Linked DNA regions of Mus musculus: regions 1 and 2 are each linked to region 3. A link is a contact called in public ChIA-PET data. All regions are on one chromosome and are shown on one strand. The core of a region is the stretch at or near the end of the contact, and the rest is flanking DNA. Distances in the headings are between cores, read along the strand shown. Region 1 has its middle 72 kb from the start of Perp. Region 2 overlaps Gm33332 (a long non-coding RNA gene). Region 3 has its middle 35 kb from the start of Olig3.

Region 1 (4,730 bases), core at 1,575-4,074, 400 kb before region 3:
GAGAGACTCCGGGGTGTCTTTGGGGGTGACCTTAACTGAGATTTCTACCAGAGGAGCCTATGAAGGCTGAAGTGGCCATCTCCTGTAATCAGGCAGGAATTCCAGTAGAGGGAGGGGGACATCAAACCACCCACAAAACCTTCCACACAAAATTTGTCTGGCCTAAAGTTGCACAGGGATAAAGATGAAGCAGACACAGAGGGAATGGTCAACTAATGACTGCTTCAACTGGATACCCATCCCATGTGAGGGCCAACCCCTGTCTGCTATGCTTGCAGACAGATACTTAGTATAACTGTTTCCTGAAATGCTTCATCCAGCAGGTAATAAGAACAGATGCAAAAACCCACAGTCAAGCATCAGGCAGATCTCAGGAAGTCATGTGGAAGAGTGAGGGATAGAATTGAGAGAGCCGAAGGAGTCAAGGACACCATAAGAAGACCTATAGAGTCAACTAACTTGGGCCCGCGGGGGCTCAAAGAGACTGATCACCAACCAAAAGGCATGCAGGGGTTGGACTTGGGTCCGCTGTGCATTTGTAGTAGATGTGCTGTTTCATGCTCATGTGTGTTCCCTAAGCATTGGAGAGGGAGGGCAGTCTCTGACTTTGTTGCCTGCCGTTGCCCCTCCCTCTAACTGGGCTGCTTGGTTGGGCCTCAGTAGGAGAGGATATGCTGAGTTCTGCTGGGACTAGATGTCCCAGGACAGGGTGGTACCAAGGGGGCTTCCCCTTCTCTGAGGAGAAGGGGAGGGACTGATGGGGGTTGGGATTTGTAAGGGTGGGACTGAGAAGAGATGAAGGAGGGGTTGCAATCAGGATGTAAAGTGAGTAAATAATTTAATTAAGTCAAAAGAAAAAAACCTGAGTTTAGACACATAGAGACAGTTCATTTCTGTAAATGAAAGGTTCTGAAATCCAAGTTCCCTGATGCCAACCAAGCCCCAGCCTTGTAAAATCTTTCTAGGAAATAGTAAGTAGTCAACCCTAGTTAGGTAAATTCTTTTTTTGCACAACTATGTCTAGTCTAGTTGTAGGCTTCATTTGGAAATTTTCTGCAGGCCAACTACTCAATTGTAAGAGATGGCTAGCAGCAAGATCCAGGAGGTTAGAACTCAAGGTTGATGATGGAGGTGACTTCTAGGCAGGTCTCCCTGATGCTTGACAGCCTTGTTTCTGTTCCTTCTCATATATTCCCAACATAGTCATCAGTGATCATGGAAACAAGGCCAGAACGTGCCGTTTCTGAACCTGAATATTCCCAAGCCTGAATATAACTTCAGTGACAAGATGGACGCCACTTTTCCGGGTGCCTCCGATTCCAGCACATGACACTTCATTGAGGGGAAACTAGAGAGTGGTACCGATGAAGACTTCAGTCATTGTAGCTTGTTGTCCATAAGGACTTCGGTCTTCATAGCTCACATTCACAGAGAACTATGTCACCATAGGAACCTCGGTCATCACAGCTCACACTTCACAGGGCCCTCTGCTGCCATAGTTCACTGCTCATAGGGACCTCAGTCACGATAGCTTACTGTTCACAAGGGCCTTGGTCACTATAGTTCACTGTCTGTGGGGACCTCAGTCATTGTAGTTCAGTGTTCATAGGGATTTCGGTCACCATAGCTCACTCTTCACAGGGCTTTTTGTTGAGATTCTCCTTTAGGCTACAACATCCTGTTCTTGGATGACCTAAAGCCACCGTCTTAGAGGATTTGCCATTCAGTTTTCAATCAAAGCAATTCTGTAAATTCACACTAAAAACGAAGCAAAGGAAGTAGAGGCTACACTTGAGTGAAAGCCCTGTCCATCTGATGCCATCTCCAGAGACAGCATCTCCTCTCCACTTCTCGCACTCCAGTCAGTCTCTAGCCCCTTGTTAGAACAACTGGATCTACTTTCTGGGGTGAGGCAGAGACAGACAGACAGGTAAATAAAAATGCAGAGACACACACAGTGTCTCTGGAGGGAGAGGATGAAAAAAAGGGAGAGGGAGAACCTGGTGTACGGTTGTACCAAATAAGAGGAAAAGGAAGACAGGATGGAGGAGGATTTAAAAAGGATTAAGAGACACAGTGGATTTGCTGATGGGTTGTGGAATGAAAAATGGTTTTCAAGGTCCTCTGAGTTGCTTTGGGGAGTAGTATCATTGTTCATAGTCTCTCTCCCTCCCTCTCTCCCTCCCTCCCTCCCTCCCTCCCTCCCTCCCTCCCTCCCTCCCTCCCTCTCCCTCCTTTCTCCCTCTCTGTCTTTCTCTCCCCCTCTTTGTCTCTGTCTCTATCTGTCTTTCTCTCTCTCTCTCTGTGGGAAAAGTTCCTTGCTATAGAAAAAATATGTATCTGTACCATTATATCAAGTATATTTTACTTTTACCTTTAAAATCTCTCTCTGAGGGTTAGGGGTATAGTATAGTGGTACAGTGTTCATCCAATCACCAGCATTGCCAACAGCCAGTTCCATGCCCCCTTTTGCTAGTCCAGTAAATTTAAAATTAATCAGGGCGAGCTGAAAGGGAGATTCAGGAATCCACAAATCCTATGGAAGAGTTTACAGGCTGTGAACTTACAACAAAGATTTGTTTTAGGCTCAGATTTTTCTGTATTCAATTTGGGAACAAACTATTCCATCTGCCTGAGAGAAATAAAAATCTTAAGGGGAAGGAGTAGCTTTGAACACTGGGACTTTAACCATGAAGAGAGACAATATCAATTATTGCTCGCCTATAGTCAAGCAGGACCCAGTTCACTGTCAGACACTTGAAACAGTCTGAACCCAGCTATTTGGTTGAGTATATAAATTGACCACCAGATGGCAGCATATGATTTTTAAAAGAAACACTACTCCCCTCCCCCCACCTTCCAGCCCCTGCACACCACCCCCACACCTCCAAAGTGTACACAGAGAGGTAGACATCACCCATAGTGAACATTTTTCTTCTTGTTCCTAAAATTGGAATGAAATGAGGAATAACACAGAGAAGTAAGAAACAGAAGGAAAGAAGTAAGCTGAAGGAAACGTGGGAGGGAGAAGATTTAAAAAGAAACTAAAAGAAAAAAGAAAAAAAAGAAGCATATCCAACTAGATGACAGTTCATCACAAACGACAACGGGCGGGCTGCTGATGTAGGAAAGTTCCGAGGGAGGAAACGGTGCTATAACCACAGGCATTCACAGCCTACATGTGTGAGTGAGTACAAGATAGACTCTTGACCTTCTTCTAAAAGCAGCTGTCTCCTTGGGAAACTACAAGAATGAGTTTACATTTTCAACATGTTTTCTTTTCTTTAAGGCTCGAGTTACCTGAATTCTCCATTTGTATTTGAAACTTATTTTAATCAGTGTTCTTCAAGGAGGTCATGCACACTGGATTCCATGGTTGGACATGCAAGTAAGGGAAGTGACTCAAGACAGCAGAAAGTATTCAGACACATACCAACAGGGATGCATCCATGTAATAAAGAGGAAAGACACACACCAACAGGGATGCATCCATGTAATAAAGAGGAAAGACACACACCAACAGGGATGCATCCATGTAATAAAGAGGAAAGACACACACCAACAGGGATGCATCCATGTAATAAAGAGGAAAGACACACACCAACAGGGATGTATCCATGTAATAAAGAGGAAAGACACATACCAACAGTGATGTATCCATGTAATAAAGAGGAAAGACACACACCAACAGGGATGCATCCATGTAATAAAGAGGAAAGACACACACCAACAGGGATGCATCCATGTAATAAAGAGGAAAGGAGAAGGAGCTTTGAGCCAAGAAGCTCATGACCTGAGAGGGATTCTCGGGATCTGTCTCTGACTCTCCACGGACCACAACCACTACCCAAGACCATTCTTCAACTTCTTCAACTACTCTCTCTTTCCTAACTAACTAGTATGTCTCGAGAGTGTAAGATGGGACAGATCTCACATAGTGGTGATAGGCTTGGGCATTGAGGCTTCTTTGAGTAGGGCTTTCTACCTCTACAGTAACGACATCTTGGATTGGATAATTCTTTGTGTACTCTTTCCATTATAGCATAGTTAGTAGCCTTCTGGCTGCCACTTGCTGGATGCCAATAATACACCCCTACCTAGTTTATGGCATCCAAAAGCATCTCTAGACATTGACAAGTGTTGCCTGGGCAGGAGATTTGCTACCTTCCCTGTTTTGGAACCTCTGCTCTAGAAAGACTCTAATTATAGGGATGAAAGACATTATAAAGGCTCTGCTTTCTTGCTTTTCTTCTCTTGGGAAAAATTCTTTCTGAATCAAAAGAGAAATGTATGCTCAAATATCCAGTAGAGATTTGCAAGTATTAAAGCCATTCACAAAATGTGTTTCTTATGGCTAGGATAATGTTCTCTATATGAAATAAAAGCAACCAAATATATCATTATAAATATTGTGTTAAGCAGAAAGTGGCACATGATATGCTAAGGCACACAGGTAATAAAAGTATTTATATAGAGAAAACCAACTAATGCTGATTGAAGCTTTATTGGGTACCAGATACATTTTTTTGTACATTTCTACTCGTGTTATATAAGCATACAACATCTCTATGCAGATATATCATTTGCATTTCAGATGAAGATAATGAGACTGAGAAGAGTGTAATTACTACCTCAGAATTCTATTTATAGTCAGAGTGGAAGAGCAGATTAAAACTCTGATCATGTTCTATCTCTGGACATGAACTCTTACACATCTTACTGTTGAGTTG
Region 2 (5,050 bases), core at 502-3,001, 370 kb after region 3:
AGAATTACAGGGATAGAAATGGAGAGGAACCTGAAGAAAAGAAGGCCCAGAGACAGACCCAAAGTGGAATCCAGCTCAAGGGGAGGCCCCAAGGCCTGACACTGTTACTGAGGCTATGAAGGGCTCACAAAAAGGGGCCTAGCATGACTGCCCTCAGAAAGACCCAACAAGCAGCTAAAAGAATCAGATGCAGATATTTGCACCCAACCAATGGACAGAAGAGTTGAGCCCAGTTGTTGAATTAGGGGTAGACTGATGGAAGCTGAGGAGAAGGGTAGGAGGACCAACAGTCTCAGTCTGGACCCCGAGATCTTTCAGACATTGGACCACCAAACAGTCAGCGTACACCAGCTGATATGAGGCCCCCAACACATATACAGCAGAGGACTGCTGGGTTGGTGTTCATTCGGAGATGATGCATCTAACCCTCAAGAGACTGGAGGCCCCAGGGAGTTTAGAGTTCAGGTGGGGTGAGGGATGGGGGCATCCACATGGAGACAGGGGGTGGGGAGCAAGTATGAGATGTGGAGCAGTTGGAGGATGGGGGGAGGAATAAAATATGGAGTGTAAAAAAATAAATTAATTAATAAAAAAGAAAAATCAACATGCAAATCAAAAAAATAAATAAAATTTTTAAAAAAACGATTCTTGCTAGCAAATGTTATTGGCAGAAACCTACCATTGACATACAAATAGATAAGATTTTCGTTTACAGTTTTTTGAAAAGTTATTGTTAAACCAGAAAGTGTGTATTGGTTAGAAATACCACTTGAATCATAGAGTAAAGTAATTCACAGTGTGGATCAGCACCACTAGAAAAACATTTCTTTTTAATCCAGTTTTTATTTCACTCCAAAGTGCATATTCACTCTATTACTTCTGGGAGTATTTGTTTAAAAGGAAATCTTTTTTAAAAGAAATATTTATTTTAGATAAATAGAACATCTAATATAACATAATACTAACAGAAACATTTATTTTAGAAATAAAAAGATGGGGCAAAGAGATAAATTAAGGATTTCAACACACTTCAGAAGAGATCCAGAAAAAAAGGACAGTACTTGGGAAGGGAGCAAGCATACTTCAGACTGCATGTCCTTGTTTCCCACAGCCAGTTGACTGCTTCTGGGTGTGTCCTCAAGGCTCTGCCTTTGCCTGGAAGAAACTGCCCCTAAGCTGTGGTCTCACTGACTGAGGAATGCCAGGTCACTCCTCTTCGTAGCCTCTGGCATCAACTGGGGCAACTCAGGCAGGACCAACTGGAGGTGCCCCACCCCCAGATCCTCAGCACCTGAGTGGGATTGGCCCCACCTTCTGCATCAAGTCAGCATGCAGCCTCTGACACAGTTACTCCCTCATCCCTGCCGGTATTGACCCTCAGAGCATTTACCAGTTAATTAAACCACTGCCCAGAAGTCTCCATTTCAGAATTGTTTCCGGGGACCCAACCAAAGACACTTGGCTTCAAAAATGATCCTAACAGTTACTTAGCGGTATTTTATAGATAGATTATTTGCTGGCCAATTGGCAATGAAGACCCCCTCAAAGAAGTGTGAGAACTGATAGCAGTATGCTATAGGGGTCAAGTGGCAAACTCCCCTAGCCATGGGATTGCTACAGAAAGGAATGTGCTGTTGGGGGCATCTGAGAAGTGTCACGGGCATGAGTGTCATAAGGACTGTAGAATGGGGGTTGGGGCGCAGCTGACTAATGCACAGCTCCGGCTTCACCGTAGAAGTCACCAGAGTTCAAACTGACACTTGAGTGTGCATGTGGCAGAGAGGAAGTGAGAGCCGTTACAAAAGAGCAAAACAGTCAGAGGAAGCTTCGCTTACCGAAGTCCCGATGCAGAAACTGCCGGGCAGTTAGAGGAAGTTCGAACTGGCAGTAAATCTAAGAGTAGAAAAAGGTGTTGCTTCATAGAGACGTAGAAGCGGCCATCGTCCAAGTCACCACTGCGATGGGGTTGGGGGCGTTATATCTTAAGCACAAGGACAAACTCTGAAAGACACTCCAGGGTGAGAGTTAACTTTAAAACAAAACTCTTTGGCTGTTCACGAACAGCCTTCACACAGCTTCCCCGAGGCTGCCACAGGACTTATTTCAAAGGCACAAAGACCTCATGAAGCTGCCTCTGGACACAGAGTAGCTGAGTAAGTCAAGCTACTCCACATGGGAAAGTCAAGTCCATCTCCACACACTGACGATATCTACAAAGCAATCGGTGCCCTCTACCTTAAGATCTCAACACGGAAATACTTCAATTCTTCAGTAACGGGTACTGCATGGACTGTGTCCCTGCTCAACCTACCAGTGTATGGAACTCAGAAAACAGCATCCGATAAACGAATGTTGTCATGTTGAATAACAGAGTAAATACCCTCTCCAGAGGAGATGCCCCACGGGGACTGTAGCAAATTGCTCCAGACTTGTTAAAACCTTGATTAAATGATAAGTAGGTACATTGGCTCAAAGATGATGGGGTAAGTAATAGATAGAGGTCAAAGCAGCTTGTGTCACCATGGTAGGTAGGAAGGGGGAACTCTCAGACCGTGCACATAGGTGGAAACCCTCAAGGAACTGGTGCTAGGGTCTCTTCTGGTTCAAGTGGTAACCTCTGCTGTTAAAAAGTTCTTCCCAAGAAAAAAAGCTGGCCCAATTTCACACTGGTCACTGAGCCCCATTTTTGCACTTCCTGTTCTGTTTTCCGATGAAGGGATTCCGGTGTTCTGTTTACATGCAAGCCATGTCGGATGTGAACCTAACGTGAGTAGCAGTCCTTGATTCTAGCTGTGACCCTGTAAGTGAGCCTGCCGCCTCTTGACTGACAGATCCTAGAGCTCTGTCCGAGCACCACCTAAGTGCCTAGATGGGAAAGGCCCACTCGAGCCCACTCATCTCTTCTCTGTCTACGCTGCTGAGAATCAAAAATCAATTTCACTTTGGAACTGCAGACGATCCCATGTTGAGGGGGTCCTGCACAGGTGAACCTCTGCCCTCTGGCGTGTTTCTTATGAGAACATTGCAGAAGCCTGGAAGGACAGCCAGACTTGGGAGTATGAGCAGAGAGTGACATCCAGTGGCCGATGGGTCACATTTCTGCTGTGCTAGGCACTCCATTTCTGAGAATGTTGGAGCTGATGCTTAGCCCCAGAAGCTGATGCCCGCCCCTGTCCTCATAAGCCGGGAAAGAGGCATTCCAGGAAGACGATGATTGCAGAACAGGTTCTCCGATGCTTCCTGCCCATGTCCCCCGGCAGCTTACACTTACAGTATAAGCACTCTGCCCTCTCTAGAGCTTTAAAATACATTGCGAGCATGACAAATGGAGGCTAGAAAGATGGCCCAGTGATTAAGAGAGTTTGCTGCTCTTGCAGAGGATCTGAGCATCCTCATAAAAGCCCACACCAACCACTCATAACTGCAGTTCCAGGGGTCTCAAAACCCTTTTATGAGACTTTCAGGCACCAGGCACACGCATGGTACACATATGTACATACAGCAACTGTACACATGATTTTTATGGGGTTACAGTGGTCAAGAGCACCACCTGATATTCCAGAAGACCAGTGTGGAGTGAACCACATACCTCTAGTCCCAGGGAATATGGTGCCCTCTTCTGGCCTTTTTGGACACTGTGGCCACATGGTGACTGGACATAAATACAGGGTAAAATAAACACCCATACACATAAAATAAAAACAAATGAGTATTCTGAAGTAAATAAAACTAAATCTCTAAAAATGTATGACTCAAAATTATATTTTCTTATAGCTTTCTCTTGTTTGACGTTTGTAGAACATGTTTTAATATTTTCAACTGTTAATATTCAGCAAACGGGATAATTATTTTAAGATATACTTCATTGTTATGAGGCCCTTTTCATTTCTGATTGTGTCTCTTGTATCTCTGATTCCATCTCTTGTATTCTGTTGGTGATGCTTGCATCTATGACTCCTGATCTCTTTCCTAGGTTTTCTAACTCCAGGGTTGTCTCCCTTTGTGGTTTCTTTATTATTTCTATTTCCATTTTTAGATCCTGGATGGTTTTGTTTATTTCCTTTGCCTCTTTGATTGTATTTCCTGTAATTCTTTAATGGATTTTTGTGTTTCCCCTTTAAGGGCTTCTAGCTGTTTACCTGTGTTCTCCTGTATTTCTTTAAGGGAGTTGTTTATGTCCTTCTTAAAGTCCTCTATCATTGTCATTAGAAGTGATTTTAGATCCGAGTCTTGCTTTTCTGGTGGGATGGTGTGTCCAGCACTTGCTATGGTGGGAGAATTGGAGTCTGATAATGCCAAGTAACCTTGGTTTCTGTTGCTTATGTTCTTGCGCTTGCCTCCTGCCGTCTGGTTATCTCTAGTGCTGCCTGTCGTGGCTTTGTCTGACTGGAGCCTGTCCTTCCTTTGATCCTGGCTGTGTCAGAACTCCTCAGAGTTCAGATGTCTCTGGGATCCTGTGATTCTGGGATCCTGGGATTCTGGGATCCTGGGATCCTGAAATCCTGGGTGTGCCAGAGCTCCTGGGAGTCAAGCTGCCTGTGGGACCCCGAGATCCTGGTGTGCCCAAGCTCCTGGGATCCTGGGTGTGTTAGAACACCTGGGAGTGGAGCTTCTTCTGGATGTTGTAGGACTGGCTGCAGAGTTAGCACACAAGGTCTGCTCAGGTCACCGGCTCAGACCAGAAGGAACCTATGTCACTGGTTGGGCAGAGTTCCTGTGTGCCTATGTCCCACTAGTCCCAGTTACTCCCAGTGTTGGGGCAGATGTTATGTCCTCCTCACCTCTGATCCTATGATCCTGGGAGTGTTAGAGCCTATAGTTTTCAAAATGAGATCTATCATTCAATAAATGTTTACTGAGCACTTACAAGAAATGTAGGAATACTTAGAGAATTACAGGTTATATTCTCATTAGAAAGGCAGGATGTAATGTATACAAAGAGCTGCACATACATGCAGGCACACATGCACAGACAAGCTGTGGCAAAAGCTAAGAAAAACAGCATAAGGTAAGATCACTGAGTCTGCCCAGAGGGCTGGTGCTGTTTGAG
Region 3 (4,949 bases), core at 1,550-4,049:
ATTCCCAGAATGTTCTGGAGCCTTAAGAACTAAGATTAATTTTTATGAAAACATGATCTGAGAAAATTTACCCCAATAGAGTTTTTAGGACTAATTAGGTAAAGTTTAAGAAATACAGGGATAATATTTCCTCTAACTTCATTGACAAAAAAAAAAAAAAAAAAGAAAAGAAAGTGCTATCAACAAACCTGGGTATACATACCTTCTGCCTGCAGTTACATCTGTGATCTTTCCAAAATGCTGAGAGTCATATTTAAAGTTGCAGCATTTGCTCACTAACTCAAATACAGCCCAGGAGTCTTATAGTTGTGCTTTGCTTAGGTGGCGAATCTCCAAAGTTAGCAAAATGAAAGTTAGCTGAAATACTGAGTGTTCTGGAGGAAGCGAGAGAAGAAGGAAACCCCTGTGCTCTTTAAAATCTCTTCCCAACTCCCTGCACTGGAAAATCTCCCACCCCCACTCACTTTCCCCCCAGGCTCTAAGCCTTTCCAGCCCCACTGTTCTGGGTTCCTATTCTCTAGTACCTACTGCGTGCTACTATATGGAAACTTTTGTAGCCCATTGGGTTGAGGGACTGGTAGTGACTTAATGATTAATCTTCAGGCCAGCCTCTTAGTTCTTTAATGAGAGTTTCTATAGACATAGTACTTTCCCCTAAAGACATCACCTCATTTTATTTAGAATAAAAACAATGTAGTGGCAACCACGTTGGACATGCTGGTGATCCCACCACTGAGGTAGTGGGAACCAGAGAAGTGTGAGCTCATGACTTATCTGGGTTGCATATGACATCCTATCTCACCTTGAAAAAGAGATCACAGCATGTTTTCTACGATGCATTCTTACTGGCTCGTGAAAGCTCACTTTTTATTTGTATACTTATTTCTTTATAATGAATAATATCCCAAACAGTATGAATCTGCCACAAATCATGGAAACTAGAATTTTGTTAAAAACCATGGACCAGCTCGGTTCTTCTCCATCTTATTCTCCTACATGTTTAAACTATTCCACTGGGTGCATATTTATTTTACCATACCTTTAGACCAGTGGTCCCCAACTCTCCTAATGCTGAGACCCTTTAATACAGCCCCTCATGTTATAGTGACCCCTGACTAGAAAATTATTTTTGTTGCTACTCCATAACTTTAATCTTGCACTGTTATGAGTCATAATGTAAATATCTGTGTTTTCTGATGGTCTTGGGCTACCCCAAAGGTTGAGAATCAGTTTTACATTATTTTAGCGTGTGCTTCTTGTACTTACGAAGAGAGAAATCTACTATAAAACAATGCTGAATCCACCTCCTGTCCATGACATCACCTAATGGATCAGAAGGTCACATTGAATGGCTGACATAAAGCCCCAGGTTTGTTTAAGAATGTCCTAGGTTGCTTATATTCTGCCCAAATCCCCTAACAATATGTCCTTTGACAACATATAGTTGTGCTTTTCAGCTGGATGGTTCCCTAGTGCAGACCCCATGAGACACACTTCCAGTCGACCATGACATCTGATTGCTCTAGGACTAGGATCTCGAGTTCATCGTTAAAGTTGGTGTCTCCACACTGGCTCACTCTAACCCGAGCTCCCCTTCCCTATCTTAGAATTGACTCCACAAAATTCATACGCTCTCCTGCGCTTTGGGTTTTGAAGAACTGTGTCAGCATGGACTGGTCGGTGATGCTAGTACACATTATGGCTTTAACGTCCTCTCAGAAGCACCGTATTAACTTGTACAGGTGGATCTCTGCGTTGTGTGGTCATCTGTCTCACACTCTACTATGGCAGCTTTCTAGCAGTTTCCAGATAACATCAGGTACAAAAGTTTATGCAGCTCCAAACCTATATAAACTCATGTGCCAGCCTTTCCATAAAAATATTCACCATCTCTCTTTTTATATAAGTAGATAAATAAGGGAGCCTATGGCTACAATTCTGGACAGAATTATTTAGTTTCATAATTAAAATGATATAAAATATTGATAGCTAATTTTTACCCTAGCAGAAGACCCGAAGTGTGTTCACTTGGTACAATATATTCCATTTACAGGTCTGGTGCTATCCTTTACTTCTTCATGGCAAAGTGCCCTGTAAGCAGTATAGAGAGTAGGGATGCGGTTAAACAAAAGCTGCATCATCATCCAGGATAAAATGTAAGGATCTCACAAAAGGTAAATAGATCCCACAACTATCTTTCTTTAAAGTTAGTTGGAAACATAAACATTTTTGCACAACATCCCAAAGAGGAATAAACATACACAAGATAAAAAAAGCCTTGTCCTCAAGGTCTTATGGCATAGTAGAATCACGCAAAAACACACACGTAACATTTAAGGGAAAATACAATGCAAATTCTCATCTCAGAAAAATACCTTTGCTTGGGTGGAGGAGGACAGAGGAAACTGGATGTCAAATATCTTTATCTCACACAAACAATGACATGGACAACATAACAAAGAGCTAAAACCTAGACAAAAACATACAACTGAAAACCTAGCCAAAATAGTCCCATTAGGTAGCCAACACAGAGACACAATTTCCCCAAAATCCATCCTGCCCCGCTTGTTACATTCGCATTCAGCACAGGAATGGGGACTGCTGTGACTGTTAGAAACACAGCTGTCAGCTGCCACACCCTTTTCTGACAGTTCTCAATTTCTGAGCTCAGAGAGGTTGCTTCCTGGTACTACACCATGAAGCCTAACTAAATAAAAGATTCTCCTGGCTGAGGTCTCTTCCTGCTTATTTCTGCTCTGTACTGTTAGAAGAGAAGGCTGAGCAGGTGACACCCAGCCACATGAAAGCAAAAGAGTTGAGCAGCAGCACAGGCAGCCTGGGAGAGGTACAGTGGGTGCCACCTCTGTGGCTACAGCAGCAGTAGCAACAGGAAGGTAGCTCAAGAGTCCATACGTGTGAGTGGCCGCACAGCAAGGATGGTGGGCAGAGGTGGCAGAGGCAATGACTGGTGCCAGAAGGGAGAAGGGGAAAAAGGGCAGAGAGCTCAGGCTGGAGACCTGCAGAAGGTTGGAAGGAGCCAGAGAAGAGAAGACTTCCAGGGAGCAGCCTGGGGCTAAGAGCCATAAAGCCCCCATCCAAGAGCTGGACTACCTGCCGCTGCTGTACTGCTGCTGCGCGCCACTGCTGCTACACATCGAAGCTTGCTGCTTTCTGCTATTGCCTTTCAATGTGGTTTGAAACTGAAGGTTACAAACGCTGCCAAGTGCCAGGGTCTGTAAAGTATAGAGTGACAAGCCTTGACCTTGAGTGCCCAAGCCATAAATCTCTGACTTATAAAACTTGGAGCAACAGACCCCAGCTCTCAGGCAGTAGAGCTGTAAGGCTGTAGCTGCTAATCCAGCGTCCTGGTCCCGTGTAATCAAGGGCTCAGGATTGCCAGCGCTGAAAGGCCTTCTCCTTATCTACGTACCTAGATAAAATTTTTAAAACCCAGTCAGATGACTGTTAACATTCGTATGATAGATTCCCTATGCAAAATGACTTAACAAATGTGTAGGAAAGAAAAAAAAAAAAAAAAAAAAAAACAAGGCCTGGAACACATAAGAATCAACCAGTAAAGGAAATAAGACACTATCTCTGTATGTCTGAGGAGGCAGAGAATAAGCCAACAGGTAAAGCTAGTCCGCAGGGAGTGGGGACTGAGAAGCAAAGCAGAGAAGAAGGCTGGAGCAGGCTGAGGGAAACAGTCCCGGATAGGCCTTCCTGCAGAGGTTCCCTTAGAAGAAAAGAGGTGGCTCTCTGAGTGGCAGTGCCTCAATACCTACTATACAGTTAAAGTGTCCCAGAAGCCATAGGGGACATGTAAACACTTGCGAATGGCAAGAGCCCCCAACTCCTGCTGTTGTCTATAGACTACTAACGTGACAGTGGCTGGTGACAGGAGGGACTCCTCAAGTAACTACCAAAGGGCCATGACAAAAGGTCTTACCTACAGCATAAGAGAAAGAATCATGGCTGACTCTGAAAAGCTCTTCCCTCAATACAATCCATCTCAGAGGAGAATGTCTTCCTACAGTTATCTGTACAAGCTGTTGAGTACAAGAAAAACACATTATAAAGAATTCTGCATACATTATAGATGGGGGTCAAATTATCATTGTAGTTTCCTGTTAGACCGCACTGTTACACTTTCTGCCAAAAGTTTTCAAACTGTAGAAATCAAGTATCTTGAAAAAGAAACTCCTTATTACCAGTTGGAATGTTTTCTGGGTTTATGCCCAGGAGAGGAATTGCTGGATCCTCTCGTAATATTATGTCCAATTTTTTGAGGAACCGCCAGACTGATTTCCAGAGTGGTTGTACCAGCTTGTAATCCCACCAGCAATGGAGGAGTGTCCCTCTTTCTCTACATCCTTGCCAGCATCTGCTGTCACATGAGTTTTTGATCTTAGCCATTCTGACTGGTGTGAGGTGGAATCTCAGGGTTGTTTTGATTTGCATTTCCTTGATGATTAAGGATGTTGAACATTTTTTCAGGTGCTTCTCAGCCATTCGGTATTCCTCAGTTGAGAATTCTTTGTTTAGGTCTGTACCCCATTTTTAATAGGGTTATTTGATTTTCTGGAGTCCATCTCCTTGAGTTCTTTACATATATTGGATATTAGTCCGCTATCTGATTTAGGATTGGTAAAGATCTTTTACCAATCTGTTGGTGGCCTTTTTGTCTTGCAAAAATCACAATAAAGAGGAATGCCAGGGCCAGGAAGCCGGAGTAGGTAGGTTGGGGAGCAGGGCAGGGGGAGGGTATAGGAGGCTTTGGGGATAACATTTGAAATGTAAATGAAGAAAATATCTAATAAAAAAAGAAAAAGAAACTCCTTTGGCTAATTTACGGCAGACTTTTCTCTGTGGTGGTGGCAACTTGCTCTAATTTCATAAATAGCATGGTTTATTTTCATAATTTTCTCAATACGTGTAAGATCTCTGAG

What was found. ChIA-PET counts read pairs in DNA pulled down with a chosen protein or histone mark.
Region 1: an RNA polymerase II ChIA-PET map of memory CD8 T cells shows a contact between it and region 3, with 19 read pairs. The contact joins two enhancer-like sites. A contact is called at or near these places in 2 of 115 datasets of contacts at active chromatin or transcription factors (large pre-B cells and memory CD8 T cells) and 1 of 9 other capture datasets (embryonic stem cells).
Region 2: an RNA polymerase II ChIA-PET map of memory CD8 T cells shows a contact between it and region 3, with 35 read pairs. The contact joins two enhancer-like sites. A contact is called at or near these places in 2 of 15 datasets of contacts at CTCF or cohesin (large pre-B cells and pro-B cells), 1 of 484 Hi-C or Micro-C datasets (CD4 T cells) and 6 of 115 datasets of contacts at active chromatin or transcription factors (double positive thymocytes, large pre-B cells, memory CD8 T cells and 2 more).

Annotation. Positions count from the first base shown.
Region 1 is chr10:18,914,392-18,919,121 of GRCm38.p6, forward strand. No RefSeq gene overlaps it. Among named protein-coding and RNA genes, the nearest start is that of Perp, 72 kb to the left of the region's middle. Within about 2 kb of position 2,825, at least 53 of the 459 cell types and tissues checked have an H3K27ac peak or open chromatin away from gene starts, as enhancers often do. A contact at or near this core is called in memory CD8 T cells, where this site is marked.
Region 2 is chr10:19,690,215-19,695,264 of GRCm38.p6, forward strand. The region is part of intron 1 of Gm33332 (a long non-coding RNA gene); the gene reads right to left. Among named protein-coding and RNA genes, the nearest start is that of Il20ra, 20 kb to the right of the region's middle. Within about 2 kb of position 1,752, at least 128 of the 459 cell types and tissues checked have an H3K27ac peak or open chromatin away from gene starts, as enhancers often do. A contact at or near this core is called in double positive thymocytes, memory CD8 T cells and regulatory T cells, where this site is marked.
Region 3 is chr10:19,319,127-19,324,075 of GRCm38.p6, forward strand. No RefSeq gene overlaps it. Among named protein-coding and RNA genes, the nearest start is that of Olig3, 35 kb to the right of the region's middle. Within about 2 kb of position 2,800, at least 37 of the 459 cell types and tissues checked have an H3K27ac peak or open chromatin away from gene starts, as enhancers often do. A contact at or near this core is called in double positive thymocytes, memory CD8 T cells and regulatory T cells, where this site is marked.